Linked DNA regions of Mus musculus: all the other regions are linked to region 1. Evidence: chromatin contacts called from public HiChIP or PLAC-seq and Micro-C data. All regions are on one chromosome and are shown on one strand. The core of a region is the stretch at or near the end of the contact, and the rest is flanking DNA. Distances in the headings are between cores, read along the strand shown.

Region 1 (2,700 bases), core at 178-2,677:
CATCTCTGCAAAGAGGTGGGCTTCTGGCCTGGCAAAGACTTCCAAAACAATAGACAGGAGGGTCATCCCCAGAGAGCATCAAGGGCTTCTGCAGGAGCCTCAGGGCTGGCTGTCCTCTCTCTCATACTGTGGGGTCCCCATTATGGGAGATACGTTTACAGCAGAATGAACCATGCATGGTTTGCAGGGAGAGCAAAAGACATGGCTGGTTCTCAGCAAAACACTCAAGCTTAAAATACACATTCTCAATGGAAAGCACTGGTCTATAAATGCCAGCGGCCCGCCTGATAAAATGGCGAGGGTGGTTGAGTAGCTAACTTCTCTCCACCCAGGCAATCACAGGTCTTCGGTGACCCCCAAAGTCCCCCACTGTGTACATAGATACAAGTACAGTTAGTTTGTGGCAGCGAGCACACATACAAAAGGTCACGGGTTTGGGCAAAGTCCATTCGCTCAATGCTAAAGATCTCGGCTTCACATTTTTTATTTTTTATTTTTTATTTTTTTTTTGCAGAAATCAAAAGGTTTCCTCCCAGAGTCCTCTGATTCATGCAGGAAAAAATCTGAGGCACCATGGACCGTCCATTCAACTGAATGCTTACGGTGACTGGCCCTAGAGCCATGTGCCCTTGACAGGGTTCACAGTACAAAAGACAACGTGGTTTTTCATCAGGGACCAAACAACTACACGCGCCCAGTGTCACCTGATACTGTCCACTGCACCGCCATCACAATGAATTTTCCAGAAACTAATACAAAAAATTGCTTCTTTAGACACTCTCTTTGTGCTTAACCTCAATAACCGTCGGGAGATGGCAAATTAACGCAATCCAATTTTTAAATGATGCCGGGGCACATGGTCTTCATCCACCAGGAAGCACATCTGGATCTCCATCACTACTAGCGAATCACCAGAATAAATTCTCGGTTCCTTCGGCGCCGTGCGCGACACAGTAACGTGTTTGGTAATTTCAGATCAGGGCTGCATCCAACGTGGCTTGCTTTTTTTTTTTTTCGTTCACCTTCTCATCCCGTAATGGGCAGATGAACGCCCACACCTCTTTCGCCCAGCAAAGGTGGGTCGAGCTATCTGGAGCCTGTGGCTGGTGACCACAAGGCCTCCGTGCCGGGCTCTAGGGAAGCGGTGTCCTCGCAGCCGACAGCTCCGCGAACTGGCCCTGTGGTTCCACTGCAGAAGGACAATAGCTCATCAAGCCCCACGAAAGCCCCCGGACCCGTCGCGGAGCCTGGGCTGGCGGGGGATGAGGCTGAGCGACTCCTCCTAGAGGTGGTTATGTGGAGAAGGAGCAATCCCTTCTCCCTCCTCCTCCTCCCCCCGCTACTATCCGCGGCCCGGAGAACTGCCGCTTGCCGCCATTGACACGCACAGATACAACCCCAAGAAAGGCAGGGTCCTGCCCAGCACCGGCGGCACGCGGGCCGAACCTGCGGCCGGGATTGGCGCGCACTAGGCCACCGGGCGCCCGGAGCCCGCGGTGCAGCACCAGGTGAGCCCGCCATGCCCATGGCATCATTGTTTCGGGGGGCGCCGGGGGTCTGGAAACAAAACCCTCTTGTCCGGGCAGTGCAGGGGCCGAAGGGAGCCACGGCGCCTCCCCGCTGCAGCCCTGAGGGCGCACCCCGGTCACCGACCCACCTCTGCCACAGAAATTAATAAATCGATCTGCCCAACTTGCTTCCTCGGGAGATAAAAGGGGGGTTTGCCGAAGACGCCGCGCGATGCCCGCCGCTGGCGAGGGGCCGGGGCACCCTGGGCCAAGCAGGGAGGATGCCGAAATGCGGGGTCCCGCGGCCAGGCTGGCGGTGCCGGGAGCCCTGGATGCGGAGCTCGGGGAGCGGGGGAGGGAGGAGGGAGGCGCCCGGGCGCCGAGGGAACCGGGAGGGGGACGCTGGCTCGCAAGGGCCGAGGGCGCGCGACCAGGGCCTCCGGGGTGCCGAGCTGGGCGCGGGGCTGACAATGGAGGAGGACGCAGAGACGCCGGGGCGGCGCGGGCGCGGAGCCGGGATGCTGCGGGAGCCGCGGGCGGAGGAGGACTTGAGGCCGAGCACTCCCCTCGGGTTCCCTTTCCGGGGCGATCGGTGCTTCCACCGGCAAATGGCGGCCCCTGAGCGGCTCGCCCTACCGGTCCCAGCTGCTTAATTTGCGCGGGAAAATAACAAAAATAATAGTAACAATATCAAGAAGAGGGGGATCAAAGTCAAGTCAGGGAAAGGCGGCAGCCGCTGCCGCGGGTAGAAATCAGCCCTGCCTCCCCGGTTGCCAGAGCGCCATCCAGGTGCACCGCTTTCCAGCCCCGCTAGCCTAGGATGGCTCCCCAGAGTGGCTTTCCACGCCTTTCCTCATGGGGGCGCCCTTAGCTCCTGCCCTCTTTGTTCCTCTCAACAATGGCCAAAGGGGCATCGAACCCCACCCCCGCCACCAAACGCCAATTGAACCTCCTTCTTCACGAGTTCAGCATTACTGATGGTGCCTGGGCTTCAAATGAGCCACGGGTGGGCCTGATTTAGGCCTGGCCATTACTGCAGCGTTTGGGCCGTGGTTCTCTTGGGATGAGGAAAGTGGGAAAGGGGCCAGTGAAAAAAACCAAAGAGTGGACGCACTCATTGGGAACTGGGCTCAGGTTGCCCAGACTGGAGCAACTGAAGCAGTTCTCCAGGTGAGCTGGCTTCAGGGGAAAT
Region 2 (2,700 bases), core at 87-2,586, 220 kb before region 1:
TCTCTGCTCTCATTCTAATACAGCCCAGAACCACCCGCTTAGTGATGGTGCCACCTGCAGTGGGCCAAGCTTTCCCATATCAACTGCCAGCTAAGATAATCTCTCACAGATGTGGCCACAGGCCAATCTGATTAAGGAAATTCTTCAATTGAGGGTCCCCCTTTTTTTTTTTTAAGTTTTTTTTTAAGGGTTTTTTTTGTTTTTTTTTTGTTTTTTGTTTTTTTTTTTGAGACAGGGTTTCTCTGTATGACCCTGGCTGTCCTGGAACTCACTTTGTAGACCAGGCTGGCCTTGAACTCAGAAGTCAGCCTGCCTCTGCCTCCCAAGTGCTGGGATTAAAGGCCAGTGCCACCACGGCACTGTCCCTCTTCCTAGGTGATTCTCAAGTTGGCAATAGAAAGTAACCAGTGTTCTGATCATCATGCCTTTTCTGGTGACATTTAAGAACAAGAAGGAAAAAAGGGACATTACCCCCAGTTTCTTTTTCTTTAAGGAGGGAGAAAACCCTTTTTCCTAACACCCACCAGGCTACCTTTTGACTCTATCAGCTGAGAATCTAGCTGCAAGAGAAGCTGGAAAAGAATCGTGTATGTGGTATTTTTATCCTCAGTTATGGGAGTTAGATTTTCCCAATGAAAGAAAAGGGGGGATTGGGTTAATGAATTCTGGATAGGTACCCCCACAATGCTTAGTTTACCCTAGAAACACCATGGGGTATCATTTCATGAAGCTTTATGTATGGGCCAAGGAAAGGGAGTCTAATTTGTTTCTAAGCTGTACAACCTGGCAGTTTCAGAAAACAAACATTTTTTTTCCTCTCATAACTTCTGAGGGTCAGGATGCTGGGAACAGATTAGCCAAATGATTTTATTTCAAGGTGTCTCATGGGGTGTCATCTCAGGGAAGCTCACAAATGTGAATGTCGACTGGGGTCTTTAGTTCTTCACTGAATGATGGCTAGATACTCAATTCTTTACTGACTAGTGACTGTAGACCTCAGTTCTCCCACTGACTATTGGCTAAGAGCCTCCGTTCCTCATTGGCTACTGGCTGGGATCCTCAGGTTTTCATTTACTCGCTGGCTAAGTGTCCTCAGGTCCTCACTAGATAGTGGGACTCTGTTTCTTGGCAAGTGAGTCTCTTCACAGACAGCCTGAACTTCCATAATTGTTGGGCCCTTCTAATTAAGGTCAAAGTCTACCATTGCCCAGAGAGCTCTCTTGAGCTCAGCACAAAAGGGATGCCTCCCTTTGCCAGCAGGGCTTCTCCTTCTCAGACCTTGTCTGGGGAGCTCAAAACCCCCACACCTGCTCCTGATAAGAACCTGTCCAGCAAGAATCTGGGATTCCTGGAATGCCTCTTCATGCAAATGAGTTGTTATCCATTACCATAAGCTGTAGCCAATGATACATAGCCACCCTAGAAATCCCTTCCCCTTTCCCCCAGAACTATATAGCCCTTGCTTTACCCCACTTAAAGTTGAGCTGCCTCTGAAAGTGATCCCGGTAGTCATTTCTGTTATACTCACAGATCATCTGAAAAGCTGTTCTTCGACTCTCTTCTCTCTGTCCTCATAGTCTGGTGGCCAACTGAGGAGAAGGGAGGACCACACATGGTGTATAGCTGCAGGTTTCCTCTAGAGTGAGAAGCTGTGAGGCAGAATGAAAGACCAAGATGAAGACTCCTCCATCTTCTGTCACCTGACCTTGGAGGTGACCTGCCATTACATTCCCCCACAAGTTGAGGTTTGGTCTTTTGCTATGCATTATAATGCTAAAAACTGGCCCCCAGGGCCTGGTTGCCCCCCGCAGGGTGTGAGAATCTGCACATTGACACAAGTGATGCTATGGAACCTTGCCCTCCAAGTTATCCCTGATTACTAAATAAAGATGCCCACAGCCTATACCTGGGCAGAAGTGAGATAACTGGGGTTTGGGATTCCCAGGCCTGAAGTCAGAGAACCATGAGGAGGGGGAGAGATAAAGTGGAGAGAAGGAAGACGACGTGGGGTAGGTGAGTCATGAAAACATGACTATGAGGTCTGGCCAACTGAAGAGCAGCCCAGACGGAACATGGCAAATTATAATTCAGGGTAATAGATTCTAATTGCATAGAGGGTAGATACCTGCCTAGCTCTAGTGCTGATTAAGGCTACTGTAAAAATAAAAATTGTGTGTCTTTTGTCTGGGAACCGAATGATCAAAGGCGGGGTAGAAAGCTCAATTTGAGATTAAATAATTACCACACCACCCATTATTTTTTTACTCACATGCCCCAACCCTGGCACAATGGAAGGAGACCATTTAAGTTGATTCCCCAGGAGGTAGGCGTCTTCAAGGACCATTGTGGAAACAGGACATCATAGATCCCTTCAAGGGGAGACAGGAAGGCAGATGAAGTCTGATATTGAGCCTAGAGAGCCTGGTATCCGGGGTCAGAAGGAGAACATCTCGGAGGAGAAGCATCCAGCGCTTTTCAATACAGCAGTGAGAAGAGTAAGATGCTTGCTAACATGTCTGCTAGGGTTGTTGGAATTGTTAAGGGCGTGGCGGCGCATGCCTTTAATCCCAGCACTCGGGAGGCAGAGGCAAGCAGATTTCTGAGTTCGAGGCCAGCCTGGTCTACAAAGTGAGTTCCAGGACAGCCAGGGCTATACAGAGAAATCCTGTCTCAAAAAACCAAGAGAAAGAGAGAGAGAGA
Region 3 (2,700 bases), core at 116-2,615, 200 kb before region 1:
CTGCATTGCTTTCTAGCCTCGTAGTAGTTCTCCGTGGTATCCAACTACCTAGCAGTCAGTCTTACATTAAGTCTATATAAGTACTGTATTACAAGCTCCCATTCCGTTAGGTGTGCACTCCACACTAATGTTTGCATTGCATATAACGCTCCTTCTCACTGGTCAACATGCAAAATGTAAAGTTTGCCTTGTTACTAGGAAAGGACGCTCACTCCCACACCTCTGTCACCCCCCACTTCCGGTTCACAGTTCAAGGGCCAGCCTACCCTCCCCTGCCCGATGCTTCAGCCCCACCACCTCATTTTCAGGAGTGTCTAGAGGCACAAGGAAATGAAAAGTCTACTGACAAACGTCACTCAAAGTGGGGAGCGGGGGTAGAAAAGAGAGGAAAATACCAAATGCAGAACTCCCAAAGACCACTAGCTCGTGGCAGTCAAGGAAGCCACCACAGGGTTAGCTTTGAGGTGGATAAGGGGAGATGGAGTGTGTATGTATGAGAACTGCCCGCCTTTGATGGCTTGCAATCCTAGGTTGGCTAGTCTGCTATGCGTCTCAGCTCAACATAAATAAGAGTCCCGCCCCCCTCCCCGCACCCGCCCGCGCCTGTTAGACATCCTAGGATAAACCCGGGCGATGGGCGTGACCCCTGATAAATTTCTGTTCTGTAGGTCTTTAGGTTTAGTTCTGAAAGAGAAAAGGTGGGGGGGGGGGTCAATACCGCTGCCCCGAGGCGCTGGGTTTACCACTCTGAGCGAATCTGTGGTTGGTGGCATGGTCCCACCAGAGACACCTGCAAAGAGCAGGGCCCTGGGTAGAAATGGTGAGGGAGAGATTGTCTGCTGTCACTGCAGATCTCCCAACTCAGGACGTACAGGACCAAGCAGGCGTCCAGACAGTGATTCAACAGGTTGCCCGCAGGGTCCCCCACACCCACCACCACCCACCACCCAGGCCCTAGGAAAGAGGAGTGCTGTGGTGCGGTGCATTGGGTGGCAGGAGGGTCCCCGATGTTCTGGGAAAGCGGGGTGCTGTGATGCCAGGTCCCTATGTCTTTGAGGTCTTGAGTGTGAATCTTTGGACGGGAAAAGGAGCGCAGCCTCCGCTCCACCCCATACCCCCTCCCCGCCTATAAATAACCCCAAGTGTCACTTCAAAGGGCACCAGGAGCCCCGGACGGGGGCTACCGAGGTCGGCGGGGCCCCGCACACCACGCCCCCCACCCCAGGCGACTTTGCATAAATAAACAAACCCCAGCCGCAGCCCCGCAGGAGGCGGAGGAGGAGCGGGAGGAGGGCGAGGGAGGGGCGCAGGAGATTAGTTTGGGAAGTAGCGCCCGGCGCTCATCCGATCCGCGCGGCCGCGCCGGCTGTGTCAAGTTACAGAGGCGCCAGAATCGGCCCCAGCGCGGCTCACTGCAGCCACGACCCACCTCTGCCCATGGGGCCCTGCATGCGTGCCCCTTCGCCCGGGGACTGACACCCGTTCTCCCCGGAGACACAAAACACCCAGAAGGACCCCGAGCGTCGCACCAGCCCGAGAACTCTGCAGAAGAGAGAAGGGAAAGAGTGGGGAGCGGGGCCAGATCCCCGAACTTGGAACATTCTTCGAAATAACTTTTTTCTTACTTTGGCGTACTCCGATCGCGTCTGCTGGTGGCTCTTGGCTGCTCCCGACTCCGACTGCTCATTTTCGGTCCTCTTTGGCGAGCAAAGGAAAGGGACGTCCTCTAGCCACGTTAACCCCCTTTCCCCTTGCCTCTCAGTTTGGATCGCGCCTCTTGGATCTCGTTTTTATTTATTCTATTTATTTATTTATTGGCTCTCAAGACGCGAGGGCATGGTGGCGGAGCGCACCCGCAAAGCGGCAGCCTCTGGCAGCCGCGGCCCTGGGGAGCTGGGCGCTCCGGGGCCCGGGACAGTGGCGCTGGCTGAGCAGTGCGCTAGGCTGCCGAGCCCCGGGTGCTGCGGACTGCTGGCTCTAGCGCTGTGTTCGCTGGCGCTCAGCCTGCTCGCCCACTTTCGGACCGCGGAGCTGCAGGCCCGGGTGCTGCGCTTGGAAGCAGAGCGCGGGGAGCAGCAGATGGAGAAAGCTATTTTGGGACGAGTCAACCAACTGCTGGACGAGGTTTGTGCCCTTTGTTGCTGCCTTTTATCCCCACCCCGAGGCGCCCCCTCGCGCAGTCCCGGGACTCCACGGGCCGGCACGGGCCGGCGCTCTTTTGCACGCTCGCCCAGGTTGCCTGTCCTAGAACTGTGGGTAGGGATCGCTGCTGAGCTGCCAGGTATTCAGAGCACCATGCGCGGGACCTCCCAGCTCCGGGAGACCCCGGGGTCTTGCGCTGGGGGCGCCCTACGCGCGCGGCGGTCAGGTGGAGAAAAGCAGGGCGCGCAAAAGGTGCGCAGAGGCCGCCAGGGCTGGTTGCGGGAAATAGTCTGGGTGCACGCTTGCAGGGGGGCTCTGGTGGCCCTGTCCGCTCCACGAGGGTGAGTGCTGCCTGGTTTTATGGTCACATTTGGAAGCAGGGAAAGAGAGTGAGCCATTTAAGGACCTAAAGGGACAATTTCTAAAGTGGATTGCTCTTTGCTGGTCCCTGTTTGCTGTTTCTGGCCCCTAGGGCCCAAGTGTGAGTTTCCTGGCTCAGTCCTCCTCAGGGTCCCGTTAACCTATGACTCTTCCGGCTGTGGCCTCTGGAATGATCCT
Region 4 (2,700 bases), core at 158-2,657, 240 kb before region 1:
TATGCACAAAATACCTCTTGTCCTGCATCCACAACCAAACAATAATAATAATCAATTGTAGCTGGGCAGTGGTGGCGCACGCCTTTAATCCTAGCACTTGAGAGGCAGAGGCAGGCGGATATATGGGTTCGAGGCCAGCCTGGTCTACAGAGTGAGTACCAGGACAGCCAGAGCTACACAGAGAAACCCAGTCTCAAAACACCAAAATAAATAAATAAATAGTAATCAATTGTTTTGCCATGACATGCATGTGGAGGTCAGAGGACAGCTGTATGGAGTGGGTTCTCTCCTTTTACCTCAGTTCTGGGGATTAAACTGAGGCCAGGCTTGTTAAGGGAACGCTCTAACTGAAGAAAACATCTCTCCAGCCTGGAGCTGAGTTGCCATGACCCTGGATAGAATCTGTGCTATCCTGAATCACTAGTGATAGTGAATGCTTCGCTCCTGTCTCCAGAGGACAACCCCCTTTCCCTGGAGCCCCTGCCGCTACCCGCCATCAGCTGTGGGCCAAGCCCAGGCACCATGTCGCTGGCTGCAGCCTCACACAGGTCACAGGTCGCAGAGGTCAGTGTCCCCCTACCCATCCCCCCAGACGGAGGGTGATGGAGTCTGCAAGGCAGGACCTGCATTTCTGGCTTTGTGGCTGGAAGGATGGATGGGACAGACATGGATAAACACCAGTAAAAAGAGGGGAGGAGTCTGACAAGCAGGGGTCCTGCCCACCCAGCTTCCCTAAGACAAACACAGCAGAGCCTAAGAGACCAGGCTGGAGAGAGGGCCTTGGAGGCTGTACAGGGTGGGTAGGGTGGAGTGGACAAACTCAGGCAGACTGAGGAGTAGAAGCAAGTAGAGAGTGTTTGGGAGGATCTCCTTGTACAGGGATTGGCTGGCCCCCGGACAGGCTGGCCACAGGAGCCTCAATGTGGCCCAGCTCTGTCTCTTGACTACTGTTGACTATGGGGAGGCGGGGCGGGGGGGGGGCGGGGCGGGGCGGGGCGGGGCGGGATCTTCCTCTTTTTTCCAGGCTTTGGTTTGAGCATCTACTAAACGGGTCTTACGTGGGGATTGGTCTAGAGAGTTCTATGCACAATACCTCCCAGCTGGACCCCTCTGGGAATGCCTGCAGGATACTAAAATCTCTGCGGGGTTCTCATCTTGAACCTGAGGCTCCACAGCCACCATCCTTAATCTCTCCAAAGTGCTGACACTTAACAGTTTATAAACTATCCTTCCTGTCTGCATCCATTTCTGTCCTAAATCCTTGGGGTGGGGGTGGGGAACGGGACTGATGGGGCCGAGATTTTAATCCCACTTTGAGTGTGCTGAGGCTTATAGAGACCATGCAGTTCCCCAGACTCTGGCTTGAGAGGAGTGGCCTGTAGCCTGGTTCAGAGGCTGTCCCAGCAGCTCCTGAGCTGAAGGCCCTCCTAGTGTCACGTGACTCAGATGGGATCACTTGAGATCTGCACACTCACTAGACAGCAACTGTTGGGCCCTCCCTGCACCCTACAGGTCAGGCCTTTTGCCCGTATGGTCTTCTTTCACCCTCAGGGTCAGGCATGTGTGATGCTCGCTGTACCGGTGAGAGGTAAAACTTAGAAAGCCTGTACCATTGGGCAGTGTTACAAGGCCTTGAGCAGCACAGTTGGGCCTCCCAAGATCCATAAGCAACCCTTCTTTCTTCCTTTGCTCCTGCCTGGAAAGAGGACCTCAATTCCACTGATACCCAGGAGCTCCACCCGACCGTCCATCTCATTCCAACCCATCCTTGTGGCCTGCTCCCTGGCCCTCTCCTTCAGGAAGCTCCCCCAGCTGTTGCTGCCTCTCCCAGGCAGCCATTCTTCTTTCTCTTCAGCTTTCACTGCTAGGATCTGCCTCTCTGGGATGCTGGGGTTCACTGGGGAAAAAGGGATAGATAGGTGTCCCTCCTTTGGGTTTTGGCATGCCCAGATAATTTCCACATAGGGTTTCTTTGTCTTTGCTTGCCATATATATATATATATATATATATATATATATATATATATATATATATAGAGAGAGAGAGAGAGAGAGAGAGAGAGAGAGAGAGTGTTTCACGTAGCCCAGGCTAGCCCTCCACTCATTATCTAAGCCAAAGAGGACTTTGGACTCCCCACCCTTCTGGCCTCTACCTCCTGAGTGCTTGTGACAGGCCTGAGCCACCATGCCTACCTTATGCAGTGCTGAGGATCAAACCCAGGTCTTCATGCATGTGACCCAAGCTCTCTACCAATTGAGTCACATCCCTGAGCCCCTGTGTGAGGTTTTTCTGAGCAGTTATTGGTAGATGAGTGAGGAGAAGCAGAAGGTTGCTGGGCAAAGTGTGTTTCCTGCAAGCGAGCATTGTGAGCCATGGACGCTGCAATCTAATTGAGGAACACCTGAGTTGAGTGTGGGGTGTGTGTGTGTGTGTGTGTGTGTGTGTGTGTGTGACATATACACATGCATACCATATATGGACTCTATATATTCTGACACTTTCTATGTTAATCGGACTTTTTTTTGTTGTTGTTGCAGTAACAAAAGCTGAAGAGAAACTCTTTGAAGGAGGAGTTGGGCCTATGGCTACAGAGGTTCCCACCCATGGGAAGCCATGACTGTGACCCTGTAGTGAGATGGGATTCATGTGGTTGAGCAAAGTTGTTTACCTCATGAGTGCTGGAAGGTGGTGTGGAGAGA

The links. A called contact is a pair of places that touch in the nucleus more often than the background predicts. HiChIP or PLAC-seq counts read pairs in DNA pulled down with a chosen protein or histone mark.
Region 2: an H3K4me3 HiChIP or PLAC-seq map of embryonic stem cells shows a contact between it and region 1, with 11 read pairs. The contact joins the enhancer-like site here to the promoter of Macroh2a2 in region 1. A contact is called at or near these places in 3 of 39 promoter capture datasets (the HPC-7 cell line, HPC-7-derived erythroid cells and cranial neural crest), 1 of 484 Hi-C or Micro-C datasets (nephron progenitors) and 3 of 115 datasets of contacts at active chromatin or transcription factors (embryonic stem cells and stem cell-derived neural progenitor cells).
Region 3: a contact with region 1 is called in a Micro-C map of embryonic stem cells, with 4 times the contacts expected there. The contact joins the promoter of Col13a1 here to the promoter of Macroh2a2 in region 1. A contact is called at or near these places in 4 of 39 promoter capture datasets (cranial neural crest, frontonasal cranial neural crest, hippocampal neurons and 1 more), 8 of 484 Hi-C or Micro-C datasets (the N1E-115 cell line, cerebral cortex, embryonic stem cells and 2 more), 5 of 115 datasets of contacts at active chromatin or transcription factors (differentiating embryonic stem cells, embryonic limb bud, embryonic stem cells and 1 more) and 1 of 9 other capture datasets (embryonic stem cells).
Region 4: an H3K27ac HiChIP or PLAC-seq map of embryonic stem cells shows a contact between it and region 1, with 6 read pairs. The contact joins the enhancer-like site here to the promoter of Macroh2a2 in region 1. A contact is called at or near these places in 3 of 39 promoter capture datasets (the HPC-7 cell line, HPC-7-derived erythroid cells and cranial neural crest), 1 of 484 Hi-C or Micro-C datasets (embryonic stem cells) and 5 of 115 datasets of contacts at active chromatin or transcription factors (acute myeloid leukemia and embryonic stem cells).

Annotation. Positions count from the first base shown.
Region 1 is chr10:61,782,591-61,785,290 of GRCm38.p6, reverse strand. It overlaps Macroh2a2 (macroH2A.2 histone), which reads left to right and starts at 1,427. Exons shown (of 9, transcript NM_207000.2): 1 at 1,427-1,508. Gm2137 (basic proline-rich protein) reads right to left here. Exons shown (of 3, transcript XM_006514419.2): 2 at 1,658-2,140; 3 at 469-1,189. The coding sequence ends at 1,019.
Region 2 is chr10:61,999,022-62,001,721 of GRCm38.p6, reverse strand. No RefSeq gene overlaps it. Among named protein-coding and RNA genes, the nearest start is that of Col13a1, 21 kb to the right of the region's middle. Within about 2 kb of position 1,336, at least 2 of the 459 cell types and tissues checked have an H3K27ac peak or open chromatin away from gene starts, as enhancers often do. A contact at or near this core is called in embryonic stem cells, where this site is marked.
Region 3 is chr10:61,977,773-61,980,472 of GRCm38.p6, reverse strand. Col13a1 (collagen, type XIII, alpha 1) reads left to right here and starts at 1,365. Exons shown (of 41, transcript NM_007731.3): 1 at 1,365-2,124. The coding sequence starts at 1,837.
Region 4 is chr10:62,018,313-62,021,012 of GRCm38.p6, reverse strand. No RefSeq gene overlaps it. Among named protein-coding and RNA genes, the nearest start is that of Col13a1, 41 kb to the right of the region's middle. Within about 2 kb of position 1,407, at least 20 of the 459 cell types and tissues checked have an H3K27ac peak or open chromatin away from gene starts, as enhancers often do. A contact at or near this core is called in embryonic stem cells, where this site is marked.